Regions from separate parts of the Gossypium hirsutum genome. Here region 2 is linked to region 1. The links are chromatin contacts, called in public Hi-C maps. All regions are on one chromosome and are shown on one strand. Each heading gives the region's core, a stretch centred on a gene start, on an enhancer-like site or on the middle of the called end of the contact. The rest is flanking DNA. Distances are from core to core; before and after follow the strand shown. Region 1 holds the start of LOC107929822. Region 2 holds the start of LOC107962157 (transcription factor bHLH112).

What was found. Hi-C and Micro-C count contacts between places; a contact is called where the count stands out from the background.
Region 2: a contact with region 1 is called in a Hi-C map of leaf, with 1.7 times the contacts expected there. The contact joins the promoter of LOC107962157 here to the promoter of LOC107929822 in region 1. A contact is called at or near these places in 6 of 34 Hi-C or Micro-C datasets (leaf, petal and seedling).

The regions. Positions count from the first base shown.
Region 1 is chrA06:79,766,285-79,770,751 of Gossypium_hirsutum_v2.1, reverse strand. LOC107929822 reads left to right here and starts at 2,769. Exons shown (of 2, transcript XM_016861337.2): 1 at 2,769-3,375; 2 at 3,568-3,802. The coding sequence starts at 2,943. The coding sequence ends at 3,623.
Region 2 is chrA06:79,977,893-79,982,560 of Gossypium_hirsutum_v2.1, reverse strand. It overlaps LOC107962157 (transcription factor bHLH112), which reads right to left and starts at 2,438. Exons shown (of 7, transcript XM_016898418.2): 1 at 1,929-2,438; 2 at 1,041-1,599; 3 at 867-950; 4 at 686-751. The coding sequence starts at 2,275.

The DNA of each region.
Region 1 (4,467 bases), core at 1,520-4,019:
TTTCTAATGGTTGTGGCTGTTTTGGTTATGCATGTTATGTTCGTATTGATCTTGGTTGATCTTGTGTAGATAAGGGCATATAAGGGTGGCAAAGAGGCTTGGTAAGTAGCCTTATTTTGTCCACACGGGTAGATACACGGGCGTGTGTCTAAGCCATTTGTGACACACGGTCAACCCTATAGGTGTGTTGTTCAGTCGTGTGTCCCCTGCACGTAAAAAATTCAAGCCAGTATGCATGGTAGTAAATGTACGGGCAGAGACACGACCGTGTGTCTCAGCGTGTGAAGGGCACGGCCTAGCACACGGGCATGTGCCTTGGCCGTGTGGCCCTTAAGGATTGCTGACGTCAGAAATAGAATCTCCAAGTTTTTGTACACGGGCTAAGACACGGGCGTGTCATGGCCGTGTGAAGGACACGATTCATGGACACAGGCGTGTGTCAGGCCGTGTGAAAACCCCTGTAGGTTTGAATTAGAAAATAAATCCACTCGGGTAAAGGACACGGGCATGTCCCAATGTGCTTAGGTTGTGTGAGCCACACGGCCCATCAGCACGACCATGCCTAAATGGTCACACGGGTGTGTTGTCCCTCTCACATGGGCGTGTGCAGAACCCAGACTGATTCTAAATGGGTTCCAATGGATGTTTTGAGCCTCGTAGACTCTTATTAAGGAGTTTCTAATAAAAATTGAAAAAGGTTTTAATTTGACCATGTTTTGGTGATATGAAAACGTTTGTATGCATGAGTTCAAGTTAGGTAATGCCTCATATTTCGTCCCGGCGTAGGGCACGGGTGTGAGGTGTTACATACCATATATCAAAAAAGGTGGGGACCGTTACACTTCTAATCTGAGTAACTTGACCCATGTAGTGGTGGTGGTTGTGCTGTTGATCCACCTTTTTTCATTGCCTTCATAATAACTTGTCAAACATAATATTGTAACCAATTGAATTTGGTGTTTGCTTTAACATCAAATGAAGGTAAAGTATGGAAATATGTTATGGTAATAATAGTGGTCACAATAGTTGGAACAACAAAGACAAAACTTTCACAGCAAGATTATTAGTGCGATTCAAACTTATCCTATGTTCGTAGGGCGTTACTCAAAGAATCAAGTTATTTTGATAAGCTTCATACAAAGAATAATGATTTAAGCCTAAACCTAATAGTCAACCTTCCCTTTATATATCAAAGTGTAATTCTCTCAATTCATTATTCTAATCACCAAAACACAAACTTAGTCATTCAAAACAATCACTCACAAAAAGAGTCCCTAACATGAACATAGGAGTTTAACATTATTTTCTCTCAAGCACATAAGTTGCCAAAACGATTCAATTAAATAGGTAACTAAATAGTTGATAAGCATTCTATGAAAATTATCTTTAGCTTCGAAATATCCACCAAACCTTTATCTTGATTCGCATAATCTTTGTATTCTTGAGAACTATTTTGTCGCCTATTCACTTAATTTGTAAAAGATAGTCACTTTAAATCCTATTTAAATATTTGACAACTATATGTTTTTATAGTAAAATAACCAAGTAATAAACCAATGTTGTGGTTGTGGTGCAAGTCAAGCCACAACCTCTTCAAAATCCTGGTTATCAAAAAACAGTTTAGGCAGAGTAAGAATAGGGTTTGTGCCTCTAATCCACTTATTTTACATATGTCCTATGCTATCTAAATGTTTGACGACTGGTCATGGAGACTCATTCCATTGGAATAATATAACAATAAGATGATTCGGATCTAATATTCAAATATAAGTGCAAGCTCGTACAATATTAATATTTTCAATTTTATAAGACAACTTGGGTTGAGCAAATACGTTGGCCTTTCTGCCATTATATGTTGGGGGTCATATTGAAACTCAAATATATAAAATATGCAGAACAAGAAATTTGTAGAGTTTGAATTTAAAACAACGCCGGGAACAACAAACAAAACATAGATGGGGTCAGGTGAAAAAAAAGGCATCACGAGACAGTCCAATGGCAATGAATAATCATTAAAGAAGCGGCAAAAGTCATAAAGAGAAGGAAAAGTTGTTCTTGTTTATCCCTAATGATTTTGTTTAATAAATGTGGCAACTAATTAATTACATGTTTTTTTTTTATTGTTTCCAAACCTGTTAGGTGATATAATGTATGTATTACAAAGAAAGCTGTCAATCTCAAACCTCGTAATTTTCAAGCATGGCGTTGGGGTATGTAACTACTGTCTGTCTCTTATATCATTATTGGCCGTCCTAACGAGTAATCAACCCTTGTTACCTATCAGATTCCTTTCACTAACCTTCTTCAAAATTTAGATTTCCAAAATCATCCTCTAGTTTTCCTATAATTTCATCTTTTACACATTTAAAATTTAATCTTTCGATTTAATAATACCGATAAAGGATTTTCGTTAAATTGAATTATATGACCCTTTTTCTTTTGAAAGAAATGCATATGTGGCCAATTTAAAATAGTGTTGAAGCCCTATAATTAAAAAACATATATCAATTTTCACTTTAAAAAATGTTGAAAATCCTTACAAACCCATATTTAGAATTTGAAACCTTACAAACCCATATTCAAATAGTTTTTATTTACTTATTTGGCCTTCAATTATTAAATCAAATTAGTAAAAGGACTGAATTCATAAGATTAAAGAAAAGAAAGACTAAATTTCAAATATGTAAAAAATACAAGGAGTGAAAGGTCAATTTCACATAACAGGAACAAAGTATAAGGTCAATATATAAATTAAAAATTGCCAGGCTAGAAATTGGGCAGTCCTTCCTGGCCCCCATTTCTCATTTTCTATCATAGAATTCGACACAGTACTCTGCTAGCCCTAAAAATCGACCTTAAATTTAAAGTTTTAAACCCTTGGAAGGAAGAAAAACCTCAGATCTCCCAAGTTTGTGTCCCAATCTTGGAAAATCATCCCAACAATGTCTCCATCTCCGAAAATTCTGACATCCATATCTTTATTCGGTACTCTGCTTCTTCTCCCTCTCTTAGTCGCCTCTTCCTTACATGATCTCCTTCAGAGTCAAGGCTTGCCTGTTGGTCTTTTCCCAGACAATGTTAAATCCTATAAATTTGACCCTGATGATGGTCGCCTTGAAGTGCACCTGGAAACCCCATGCATGGCCAAGTTTGATGGGAGGGTACACTTTGACCGTGTGATCACAGCTAATCTTAGCTATGGTGGACTTGTGGGACTTGAAGGCCTCTCTCAGGAAGAGCTGTTTGTGTGGTTTAATGTTAAAGGTATCACTGTTAATGATCCTTCTTCTGGCCTTATTCTGTTTGATATCGGGGTTGCCCATAAACAACTTTCCCTTTCCCTCTTTGAAGATCCTCCTGTTTGCAAGCGTCAAGGTAATCTTTCTTCTCCTACTAATTGAGTTGGATCTTGGATTTGTTTACAATTATTGGTTTCTTTGGTTATGCTAATTTCCTCTGTTTTGGGCAGAGGATGGTATTAGAAATAGTCTAGATCTTTCAAGTTTTCTATTTCTTTTTCTTAGAATTGTGTTGTTAAATCATCTGAAAATGGGTCTTAAAATGCAGGAGTTCTGGCGGAAATTCTTGGAAGGAAGAAGATGGGATTTCAAGTTCAGAGATGATTTGTTCCATTGCTTCATTTTCAAGAGAGATTTTGTTTTTCTTTTTTCTTTTTTTTTTTCTTTCCAAAACAAGATGGGGAAAATGAGTTTGTATTGTAGATGGTATATGTGGAGATGAATGTAAAGATGGGAAATGGAAGATAAGATTTTGCAATCAAGTGACAAATTTTGGGAGTTCATAAACCTGTTAATGGAATGATCGTCTCTTTCACCTAGCTTCTTCATACTCAACAAACTTAAAAGTTGTTTTCTTAAATTTCGAAGCCAAGAATTATAGAATTTGTTTAGCTATTCTAAAGGGTATTTCCATCATTTTGTTCATGGTATTAGTTAACAGCACTTGACATAAAATAGAAAATGTTGTTTTCTTTTTGAGTTTGTTTAGATTTTGTATTAAAGTCATTCATAGATTGGGGCTCAAGTTTTATGTCATCCATCCCTATGTTACTATGAGGAAAACAACTGGTTTTTATTTAAGAAATAAGCAAGAGCTGCCTTTGGAACAAGGAATTAGGTATGGGCCCTCTTAGCTAACATTGTGACTTAAATGTAGCAAGCAATTGCCAACACAACAGCCATGACATAATCCTCCATATATAGAAGGAAGCTTGGAAGGTATCTTGACTGTCAGGATATTTTTTTACAACTGGTAGCTTGTGGTTTGAAACTTAGAAATTGTTCCATTTGTTTTTTTTTCTTTTTTGAAGATTCATTTATTTGAATGTTGATGAAATGAATTTTGTGTAATCATAAATTTTAAGATTGTGGATGATAAAAACTTGTTGCTAATTGATTTAATTGAATTTTACGGTTAGAGGTGTTAAAATTTCGATTAAAACTAAAC
Region 2 (4,668 bases), core at 1,189-3,688, 210 kb before region 1:
CTCCTTTAGCTTATTGAAGCTTGTTTGGAGGTCTCATAAGTTTGAGCCGATGTTGAGCAGGGGAAGCAAAATCAATGGTCCCTTAAGACTTAGGCTCTGATACCATTTGTTGGAACAATGGCAGCAGCAAAAAGAAAAAGAACAAGACAAAGAACAAAGGAGGAAGAAACAAAAACAATTTACTTGCTCACAAACTTGCAGCAAGGAAACAATCTGAGTTTCACAACTGATATGCTTAATTTTTCAATAAGAAAAACAATACATTTATAGCCAACTACATCAGTTATTACTACCTAATACCACTAAGTAGCCTAGTAACTTTAAAAACATTGCTTGTACACATGGATAAGCTGACTTATCAGCTCAACCAACCCATCAAAACATCAACATCAAAGTTCATTCTCAACCAAACTAAATTACATTGCAACTAAAACAGAAAATATGTTGCTGCAACATGCACAAATGCTGCAACATGCATACAAGCAGTATGCATTCAACAGAATCATCATAGTACCATGCATTTTAACAAAAACATAATAGCAACATGGTTGGCCATTTTCAACACGTATCCGTCTGATAAAACAAAAGGCGAGGTACAGATTTAACCCAAAGGGCCAAACATAAAAAGTAAGGGCTTCAATTAAATACACTTTGAAAAATAAAAAAGAAAATTCCAAAAATTCACCTTTCCGAAAGGTGAAACCAATTGCTGGAGCGCAGTGATTCGGTCCCCTAGCTTCTCTTCCCGGACCTGATCATAAGTACTGCTATCAAGTATTTATCTACTTCTCACTAACTTGCAGAAAAAAGCTCCAACATCCCATCATAGTAAAAAAAGAGAAATGGTCAAATTTATATTCTAGTACCTTAAAAGTTGGTAAAGGCGATGGTGATTCAAGCTTTGGCCTCTTCATCCCTGACGCCGACTTTCCAACTTCTGTGGAATTAGTCTATAATACCAATCCAATAAAATCTAATAAATAAATGAATCGAATTTGTCAAAGAACTGGATCCGAGGCATGAACGTGTTGGATTTATACCTTTGTTGTCGAGCTGGGGCAATTAGCCTTCTCTTCGAATGTTTGTACAAGAAATTGTGATGCTGGCGAGGGTAAGAAGCCGCTTTTAACATCGTTTATGCCAGTGGCAGAGGCGTTCCAGAAGGGTGTGTTGTTGGAGAAGCGCAAGCTACTAGGTTGCTGCTTTGGCCATGAAGATTTTTCAGACGACATATAGTTGATTGACCGGTTGTTGAAAAGTGATTGTTGTTCTGAAGTTTGAGGATCGGATTGAAACAAACTATGTAACAGTGTTGATGGGTAACCGTACGATGATGAAGCCATTGGGAACCCAGCTGACAAGCCCTGGCATGTTGGTGTACTATTACCGGAGCTGGTTACTGAATTCAATGAAATATCTTGATCGATAGGCTCGACAACAGGGATGGAAGAATCTTTCCCAGGACTTGAATGGCTCTTTGGGCTCCAGTAGTTATGGATTTGAACTGAACTCATGCCTGTTTCTTGCCGATAGTTCAACCTTGAATCTATATCTTCTTGAAGAATCGAATTATAAAACTCAGTTCTCCCATTACTCCGACTGCAACAATCATGGATATATATATAAATATAAATATAAATATAAATATAAATATAAAACAGTAAGTATATATTCAGTACATGTAGAGAATTTTAGTCTAATAATTAAGTGTTCAATTGATTGCTAATATTGACTTCCTTTTCCAAACCTAGGGAACCAAAAAAAGTCTAAAATATTCTTCTTTTTTGAACTTGTGGTTGAAGCTTTGGGTTATAAGGTCGTCCTTGTATATGAACTTTGAAACTTCAACCATAAAAATTCATACTCAATCATACTAAAGAAAATGAATACTAAAACCAGTTATTAGTATAACACATAATCAAACTTACAGCAAAGACAAGTTCCAGTCCGAAGTTGTCGAAGATGGAAGGCCAAAACCCATCATTTGTAAAGTGGAATCAATCAAAAGACTGCTGCTAGTGCCACCACTATCTGAATCAGTTTGATGATGAGGATGACCTTGGAAAACTGTGGAGCTAACACCAGAAACTGGGTTTTTAGTTGACTCTTCATAATACCTTGTTCTTGCCCTAATATCCACCATATCAGTGTCATAACCAAAGTTTCCCATGTCGACAACCCCCGTAGAAGGCGGCAGAGAACACCCTGTTAACATGGGTTTCGTCGAATTCCACCACGTTCCTCTACAAATCCCAGCATGAAATTCTTCTGCCATACCCACAAACCTTTTTTTAAGATCTTTCTTTGTTTCTCGTGTTAGAAGATGAGAGCTCTCTCCTTCGGGGTTAAAACAAGTCAATTTATATATGAAAGGGTTCCATGCAGATTTCTGCTAAATGAATTGTCAATTTTTGGTTGACATTTCAAAGGATGATTGGACAAATGAGAGAAAGCATTTTTTTTGAGTATTTTTATTAATTAATTTAAATATATATAACTTTGTTCTCTATTTCTACTTTCCTTGGAACAAGTTGTAATTGTTTTGTTTTATTTGCTTTCAAAATATTTTTTTTTGCTGAGTTTTGGTTGTATTGATAAAGGTGAAATATTAAGCTGTAAATTACAATAACGTTAGTGGGTATTCCCTTAATTAAAACTTTACAATTTCATTACTCACTGTAACATTTCAAATTTTTTTTAATACTCTTTTACAATTTTTTTTATGAAATAGTTTTGAATATCAAAAATCTATAAATTAAATTTCGGATAGTTTTTTCTTTAATCTTTGATATTAATCATTAAATCAACTTAAGTTTAATCTATATTTTTCTACTTATTGCTAAATACTATCATCAAATTGTAATTTAGAACTCATTATCAGAACTTAAAAAAAATACATAACAGTTTAATAATTTAAATAAAACTTTTGAATAATTCAATCAACAAATTATAATATTTTTATTTAAATAATCAAAACAAAAATTTACCTATTGTAAGATGGTAAGTAAGTGGAATGTAGAGCGGATATGAAAAATTGAGAAAAGAAATATGCGTGTGGACGGTGTTAAAAGTTCCTTTAGGTTAAATTATTATATTTTTAATGATTAATTTTTTACGGTAATGATTCAAAAGCTATATAATCTTTATAATTATACTTGAACTTAAGAAAAGAAATTCGTTTTTCCTTATGAATAAAGGGACGTTGGCCCTATGATGACCAAGGTGATGCTAGATCCGAATGCCACGTCAGTGTCTTGGCCCAAATATTTGTTTAATCAGACGGTTGATATACAACCGGTTGAATATAACAGTGAAAAAGAAATTCTTAGGATAAATTTGAAATAAATTTATGGACCATTGTAACTTGACGGTCCCAAACATATGCATGATTGTTTTAGGAAAATGAGGATAATTTTGTGGCAGTTGCGGTGGCGCGTGGCTTTCACTTTCATGCAAGTGGAAAATAGTACTTTCAATATTGAATTTAATTTGATCTATACACTTATTTTATACACTTATTTTATAACCCCTTTGATGGGCATTTATGATGTATTTAGTTTTTTTTTGTCTCACACTACAGTATCTAATTTTACCATCACCTCTATTTTTACACTAACTATAGATAAACACACTACACATTCAAAAATACTCTTAATATCTAAGATTTAATTGTTTTAGGCTCCGTTTGTTTCACTGAAAATAACTTCCAGAAAATGATTTCTAGAAAATGATTTATTTTTCTGAAAAAGCTAATATTTTTTTTGTATTTAGATGAATCTGTGTAAAATATTTTCTGTTGTTTGGTAGATTTTTTTTAAAATATTTTATAAAAGTTGTTTTCAATTAAACAAACATACATTTGAGATTTTCTTATTTTTTATTGTTTAATTGAATTTATTTTTATCTATCATTTTATATTTTATATTGTTTTTGCATATATTAAAAATATTATGTTAAATTCAGATTTATTACAACGTCATTTTTTAATTACATGACTATTAAGTGAGTATTTTTTATTTAAAAATGTGACATCAACAAAATTGAAAAAAAAATTAACGATGTCAATAATTGGACTTGATTTTCAAATTTGAAAAGTAAAGGGACTAAATTCTTGAAAATAAAAGAACAAAGACTAAATTACAAATTTGTGATATGTATATAGACTTATGACAAATTTTAACCTTTATACTACAAAATATTTATTATTAATATATTTATAAATATAATAAATATTTATTATTAAAATAAATTGAAATATTAAAATTAATTAATTATATTAATAATTTATTATATTACTAAATATAAATAATTAAATATGTATGTTTAATAATATTGAAAAATATAATATTTTAAATATTTTAAAAAATAAAAATAAAATTTATTATCAATATAATAATATTAAGCTTGGTTTAAGTTAATTTTTATAAAAAATAAAATTATTTATAGATGAGCTCTTTTCATTACTTATGTTTTTCAAAAAGAGTAAGTCATTTTACAGGAAAAAAGGGCTTATTTTACCTTGACCTATAAGTCATTTTCCGTTGACCAAACTATTTTCTGTGAAACAAATACAAGAAAATACAGAAAATATTTTTCCGTAAAACCTTTTACATGTAAACAAACGAACCCTTAGTTTAAATTCCATTTCATTTATTTATTTTGAAACTA